Regions from separate parts of the Hordeum vulgare genome. Here region 2 is linked to region 1. The links are chromatin contacts, called in public Hi-C maps. All regions are on one chromosome and are shown on one strand. Each heading gives the region's core, a stretch centred on a gene start, on an enhancer-like site or on the middle of the called end of the contact. The rest is flanking DNA. Distances are from core to core; before and after follow the strand shown. Region 1 overlaps LOC123399523 (7-hydroxymethyl chlorophyll a reductase, chloroplastic). Region 2 has its middle 100 kb from the start of LOC123411916.

Evidence for each region. Hi-C and Micro-C count contacts between places; a contact is called where the count stands out from the background.
Region 2: a contact with region 1 is called in a Hi-C map of seedling, with 6 times the contacts expected there. The contact joins two enhancer-like sites. A contact is called at or near these places in 5 of 6 Hi-C or Micro-C datasets (leaf, seedling and an unstated tissue) and 1 of 1 datasets of contacts at active chromatin or transcription factors (embryo).

Annotation. Positions count from the first base shown.
Region 1 is chr1H:392,663,652-392,667,134 of MorexV3_pseudomolecules_assembly, forward strand. The region is part of intron 1 of LOC123399523 (7-hydroxymethyl chlorophyll a reductase, chloroplastic); the gene reads right to left. Among protein-coding and RNA genes, the nearest start is that of LOC123399523, 9.4 kb to the right of the region's middle. Within about 2 kb of position 1,565, at least 3 of the 3 cell types and tissues checked have open chromatin away from gene starts, as enhancers often do. A contact at or near this core is called in seedling, where this site is marked.
Region 2 is chr1H:393,086,202-393,089,684 of MorexV3_pseudomolecules_assembly, forward strand. It overlaps the pseudogene LOC123399535. Among protein-coding and RNA genes, the nearest start is that of LOC123411916, 100 kb to the right of the region's middle. Within about 2 kb of position 1,695, at least 1 of the 3 cell types and tissues checked has open chromatin away from gene starts, as enhancers often do. A contact at or near this core is called in seedling, where this site is marked.

The sequences.
Region 1 (3,483 bases), core at 315-2,814:
CGACCTCTGTTGTAAAACTTTTTTTTCTATTTTTCTGCAACAAGATCCTTGATGCAAAACTATTTCTTTCCTATTTTTCTGTAACAAGACCCATGTTCCAAAACCTCCATTGCAATAGGACCCAACATCTCCAGCCTCTTATATGTATAATGTATTCCTGTAACAAGACTGTTAACATTTTTACGACGAAGAAAGGACGTCAGTGGCCGCTGCTGATGTGGTGGGGTTGTAGCAACGTGCTTTGTTCGAGAAGAGGTGGGGATAAGATTCATGGAAATGGGTAGGGAATGAAGTGATAGAGAGGTAGGCAGTGGCGGACCCAGGCCCAGGCAGTCAAGGCCTTGGCCTGGGGCGTGGCCAGCTGATCCTTTGTTGATTAGGTATAGCTACAATATATTTTATTGTTTGATATTGTATATATGTTGTTTGTCTGGAGCGTCATTTCAGCTTGAGACCGCTACTGGAGGTAGGGATGGGAGGATCAACGTGACAACGTGTGGCTGTTTCGGTACGCCTTTCCGAAACAGGTGCAGTTGCAAGAACTGAGGTACAAAGCGCTATGCATGTTGAGATGAGATCAAAAGAAAAAGGTTGTGGATGAAGGTTGGATTCAATGCATGGAGAGAAGATAAAAATATATGTGACCATTTCGATGAAGATTGGGATGAAGGAGAGAAGCGATGCGCTGGTCCATCAAAACACGTGTCAAGTGTAGAACGTGGCGGATGTAGAAGAAAAGATCCGCCGGTTGACCACTAGTTTTCCATAAATAAAAGCTCATGAAAGCTCTCCAAACCTGCCTTGTTCTTTTTTTTCTTTTCTTTTGAGAGCATCAAATTGCGTTCTCTTTTTACAACATCAAACCTGCCTTTGTTTTCACATAAGAACACTCGTAAAACTCCGCATCATTCAAGCATGCCCTCTATAGCATCTCATGATATTAACAAAGATATTCAGACGTTGCCTCTTTCAGAGCCCAGTATTCAGCAGCCTGAGATGTGGTTCATCTCGCAGCAAATGAGTAGGATCGAAATTCTTTGCTTGTTCGCATCTCTGACCATCGACAAGGCTCTTCAACGGGCCCATTTTCCTTGAAACTGTCGGGCAGACAACCCAAGTGAAGAAACTAATGGTGCACAGTTCTATTGCGTCATTGAAGAGCTGATCCTTGAGCCCGTCGGGGAAGCTTCAAATTAGGACATCTTTAATGGTTGTATGATCATCGTTGGTAAAATTACCACATAAATGATTTAAATGACATGACGCATAATAAAAAAAGAGAGAGAATGTAATCGTATGAACTTGAAGCAACGGTTCACGCACAAGCTATGAGGCAAGCATGGTTATTTCCACCATGTTTAGTGGACTCGTTTAGTTATTTTACATACGATTGACATAGACTCCATTAAAAAGCTTGTATGATGTGTTGTTGGTTGTTGATGTGGACATTTATATCAACGATTGAACATACGAACTGTCGAAGATGCTCTAACCTGAGCCCGACGAGTGCCACTCGCTGTCTGCGCTGAATATCCTGCAGGGCACTCATTAAAGAATCCACAATGCTTGTCTCTTCCAGACTGCAGTGATGACGCCGTTGGAAATCCTGCAGAGACCTGGCCTCCCGTCCATCATCCCGTCCCATGCATGGCTACTGGCTAGTCCCACTCCATCACCAAATAATCTTGTCTCACTCAGCAATCCACATATTCTGCTGTCTGAACTGCATATTCTCCTGTGCGTTCGGTAATTATTTGTTTCGACGGTCGAAGCGGATAGAGGATTCATCTTCATCTGCATGACTACCCGTGTTTACATGGACGGGGAATTCAAAATCTAACTTTGAGATGAAGGCGCTCATGCCATTCGACAAGTCAAGGGGGTCCAGTACGTATAATGACACTTTGGTCATCCTGCATCTTTTCATTCACGTAGTACTACAGCTAAGCTAGTACTGCACCACGCTACACGTTCGGTCTTTCCCCTCTCATGCAAGTGCAGCCAATTTCAATTTCTTTTGCCGGGAAGCCAATTTAATTCTTGTTTGCAGCCAAAGGCTAGCTACGGTGTCAGCACTCAGTAGGCCAACAAGGTACACGTGGACCCTAGCCATACCCATATGTGCTGCGACATGCCCTCGTGTCTTTGTCTTGGAACGGGTACACGTGACCTTTAATTTGCCAGTCTGGGCATATTGTTTCTTCGTTCGTTTTTATCATTTTTATTAATACTAGCAAAATGACCTGTACGTTGTCACGGAAGAAAAAAAAATATAATCTTTAATGATGGTGACCACATTACGTTCACATATCATCACTTGATTTAGAAATTTTGTACACAAATGCAAAAAAAATGTTTCTTCTTTTAAATTTATTCACACGTTAAAGCAATCTTTACATTTTCAAAAAATATATATCATGATTGTCAAAAATCTTGGTAACTCAAAGATATATTCTGAATTTCAAGATTTTTTTTAGAAAATATACAATAATAATCCGATCCATCCAACAGTTAATTATTTAAAATTCACACAGGTATATTGTCACAAAGACTTAGAAGCATTAATGTTTAACTACATACATTAGATCTTTCGTGAACAATTTTCAAAATATGAAAACAATTTTAAAATCGAGAACATTTTTTACAATTTACAAACATTTACTAAAAATCGTGAATATTTTTATATTTCGAACGGGTTTAAATATTTTCTTTTGAATTGGCGACCAATTCAAGAAATGACGAACATAATTTTTTATGTTGAAGGATTTTATTTTAAATTCACAAACATTTTTTGAAATGCATGAAGTTTTTCTGAATAAAAAAATATTTTAATAAATCAGTAATATATTTATTAAATTCATGGACATTGTTTTGGAATTTGCAAAAAAAATATAAAAATCCAGCGGTTTTTTTGAATCCTATTTTTAATTCGAAATAAAAATTCGTCAGCATTTTAATTCAAAATTCCTATTTTTTAATATGCAAAAGTTTTTGAAATTCTAAATTATTTAAATTATAAATAAAAAAATGGAAAGGAAAATTTTAAATAAAAAAAAGAAACTATCAAAACAAGCATTAGCTATTTTTAAAATTTTATGACATTTTTTAAATGCATTAACATATTTTGAATTAGAAAGCATTTTGTTAAATGCCTTTAATAATTTTTAATACATGGAATTGTATTTGAGATCATGGACTTTTCTTATTGTACAAACATTTTTCTAAAATTGCAAACATTCTATTGTATATGCGAGCATTTTTTACAAAACTCCGAGCAGTTTTTAAAGTCACAAACATTTTAGTTTTTTAAATATGTTGATTTATAGTTTTCAGTTTATCAAAATTTTAAAGATTATTTGAAGTTCTAAATTATTTAAAATAAAAAAATAAAACGGAACCAAAAATAAATAAATAAACGGAACTAAAAGCAGGCGCCTGTGCATGGGCCGGCCCATACGGTGTGCTGGCTATTCTCCCAGCGTG
Region 2 (3,483 bases), core at 445-2,944, 420 kb after region 1:
CCGCCGCCGCCGAGGGGCTCCTCAACTCCGTCTCCTTCACCGCGTCCAGCTCCAGCATCCTGGCCGTCGTGGGCCCCAGCGGCGCCGGCAAGTCGACGCTCCTCCGCATCCTGTCCGGCCGCGGCACCGGCTCCGAGATCGCCAAGCCGCCCACCGTGTGCATCAACGGCTACGCCGTCACCTCGCGCGCACAGCTGCGCCGGACGTGCGGCTTCGTCACGCAGGACGACAACCTCCTCCCGCTGCTCACCGTCCGCGAGACCATCCTCTTCGCCGCGCGCTTCAGGCTCGGCCCCTCGGTCACCGCGCGGGAGCGGCACGAGCGGGTGGAGGCGCTCATGCAGGAGCTGCGCCTGTCCGAGGTGGCCGACAGCTACGTCGGCGGCGGCGGCGGCGAGGCCATGTCGTCGTCCCGCGGGGTATCCGGGGGCGAGCGTAAGCGAGTGTCCATCGCGGTGGACATGGTGCACGACCCGCCGGTGCTGCTGCTGGACGAGCCCACGTCGGGGCTGGACAGCCGGTCGGCCATGGACGTGCTGGCGCTGCTGCACGAGGTGGCGCGCGCGCGGCGGCAGGTGGTGGTGCTCAGCATCCACCAGCCCAGCTACCGCATGCTCGGCTACATCTCGTCGCTGCTGCTGCTCTCCCGCGGCTCCGTCGCGCACTGCGGCTCGCTCAGGTCGCTCGAGGACGCGCTCGCGAGGCTGGGACACAAGATCCCCACGCAGCTCAACCCGCTGGAGCTCGCCATGGAGGTCACCGAGCAGCTCCAGGCGGACCACGCCAACTTCGCTATGCTCAGGGACAACGGCCAGTACGAGGAGGAGAGGGAAAGCCCCGGCCTCGCCAACGGCAGCGTCCACGTCCCGGAGCACGGGTACCGCAGCCGCGCCGTGGAGGTGTCGGCGCTGACCGTGCGTTGCTGGCGCACCATGTACCGCACGCAGCAGCTCTTCGCGGCGCGGGCGGCGCAGGCGGTGGTCGGCGGCCTCGGCCTCGGCAGTGTCTTCTTCCGCGTGCGCGCCGACCCGGACGGCCTGGCGCTCCGGCTCGGCCTCTTCGCCTTCAGCCTGAGCTTCCTCCTCTCCTCCACCGTGGAGGCCCTCCCGATCCTCCTCCACGAGCGCCGGGTGCTGATGCGCGAGGCCTCCCGCCGCGCCTACCGCCTGTCGTCGTACGTGGTCGCCAACGCGCTCGTGTTCGCGCCGTGCCTCCTCGCCGTGGCGATCCTCTTCTCGGCGCCGGTCTACTGGCTGGTGGGCCTCCGGGCCTCCGTCGCCGCCTTCGGGTTCTTCGTCCTCGCGGTGTGGCTCATCGTGCTCATGGCCAGCTCCCTGGTCCTGTTCCTGAGCGCAGTGTCCCCGGACTTCATCCTCGGCAACTCGCTCATCTGCATCTTCCTGGGCGTCTTCTTCCTCTTCTCCGGCTACTTCATACCCAAGGAGAGCATCCCGAGGTACTGGGCCTTCATGTACTACGTGTCCATGTACAGGTACCCGCTGGACCTGCTGCTCATCAACGAGTACGGGGGCAGCGCCAGGGACAGGTGCGTGGCGTGGATGGGAGGGGACGCCATGAACGGCAACGGCGTGTGCTTGAGCACCGGAGGCGACGTGCTGAGGGGGAGAGGGGTGGACGAGGGCATGAGGTGGGTCAATGTGGGGGTCATGATGGGCTTCTTCCTGGCGTACAGGATCATGTGCTGGGCTGTGCTGGTGAGGAGGGCCTCCAAGACCACTCTCTGATCCTTCCTTCCTTCCTTCCTTCCCCTGTTTTTCTTTCTTTCTTGGTTTGGGATCATTATATACACAATCGGCCTTATTTATTTGATTTTCTGCTGTAGTTTGCTATTTCTTTAGATGTGCTGAGTAAGAAGTGGAATGCAAGTTTGCACTCATGTGTGCAAAATGCTTGGTTTGGATTCATGAAAAACAAATGTCAACTTGTCTACCTGTTTGGTCCCTGTTTCAACCGGATTGAGATCTAGTGACTTCACATGCTGCAACTTTACCCTTGTAATCTCCATCCAATCCACATCCTACGGTCCACATAACACAAGGGGAAAAACTCTCAACACTTCGCAGTTTTCAGCCTAGCAACAAACAACAATAGCTGCAAACAACGATACAGTGGCATTTGAATTCAGTTTTATTTGAACAGATTGAAACCCAAAAAATAAAGAACTACAAATACTCATGAGCAGACATCAAATCCAGTAAAACTTAATATTAAAAGGTTGCAGCGCATAATATCCGAATGCTACAACAATAAGTACCAATGTTGAGTAATCATCTACACAAAAACAGGCCATTTCACTTATACATTTAGGCCAAAAGAGATTATCCTAACCCCCAAAATACTGTTGTTAGCACTGTCCAAAATACTACCTAACAACTTTGAAGATTCTAGATCATATCATCATAAAGATATCATTGTCAACTCGTGAAGTTGTCAAGAGCTCCGTAAAGCTGTCAATTGCATCATATTCTTGATTCTTCTCACTATTTTCTTCCACCTGCACTTGCACTTGAGGTTGGAGACTAGTGTCATTGTTCTCCACTTGCACTTGAGGTTGCACACCAATTTTTGTCTTTTGTTGTTGTTGCTGCTAATAGAAATGAAAAATTATTTTATTAGTACAGGAATGAGTAACAACTCATATTACATACATACACACCTTACCTTTGCTCCTTTTTTTGTCCTTGCCGCTGATTTAGGTTGCTTTCGCCCCTTGCGTAACTTTTCAAACCAAGTTAGCTTTCTCCTTAAATTTTTAGATGAAACCTCATTTTTCTTCAGTTTTGCAGAACTAAGCAAGTCATTGGCTTGCTGCACATTTGGATCAACATTTTCTTATCCTCTAGTTGATGCATTGAGTTTATCCTCTAGTTGTGGCCAAAGATAACGAAGTGCAACAAACGACATTCGGGAGAGTTGGATATTTTATATGCCATATCATGAAATTAATGAGACATATCTTTGTACCAAAGTTGAGCTTCCAGCTTTGGATTTTCTACCACTTTTCCCCCTTGCCTATCTTGTATACTTTCATTGCGCGCTTCTCTAGTCCATCTCTTTAGGACATAATGTGTTGGCAATATCTTTACATTCATCAAATCAAGAACTTTCAAACCATGTCCACACAATATTCCCGTCCTATTGAACATTCGACAACTAAATGAAGCTGTTTGGTTCAAAGGATCACCAATCACTATGCGCTCCCCCTCCTCCTCATAAGTCAAATCACCGTGCAACCTCCCAATAGTAACAGCAAATTTGTAATTTTCATCCAACACTCTAGTGCAAGCAGCCATGGATCTTTCATATTCACTTTGGAAAGCTTCAAAAATAGTGGGAGTGTACACTTTGCTTGCTTGCACCAACATCGGAGTGCACATTTTTATTCCTGGCAACTTTTTTCTTGCCTCATATTTAGATTCCAATTCCTTTCTTCTTTTTACTTCAACCGTGTTGGAAATATGC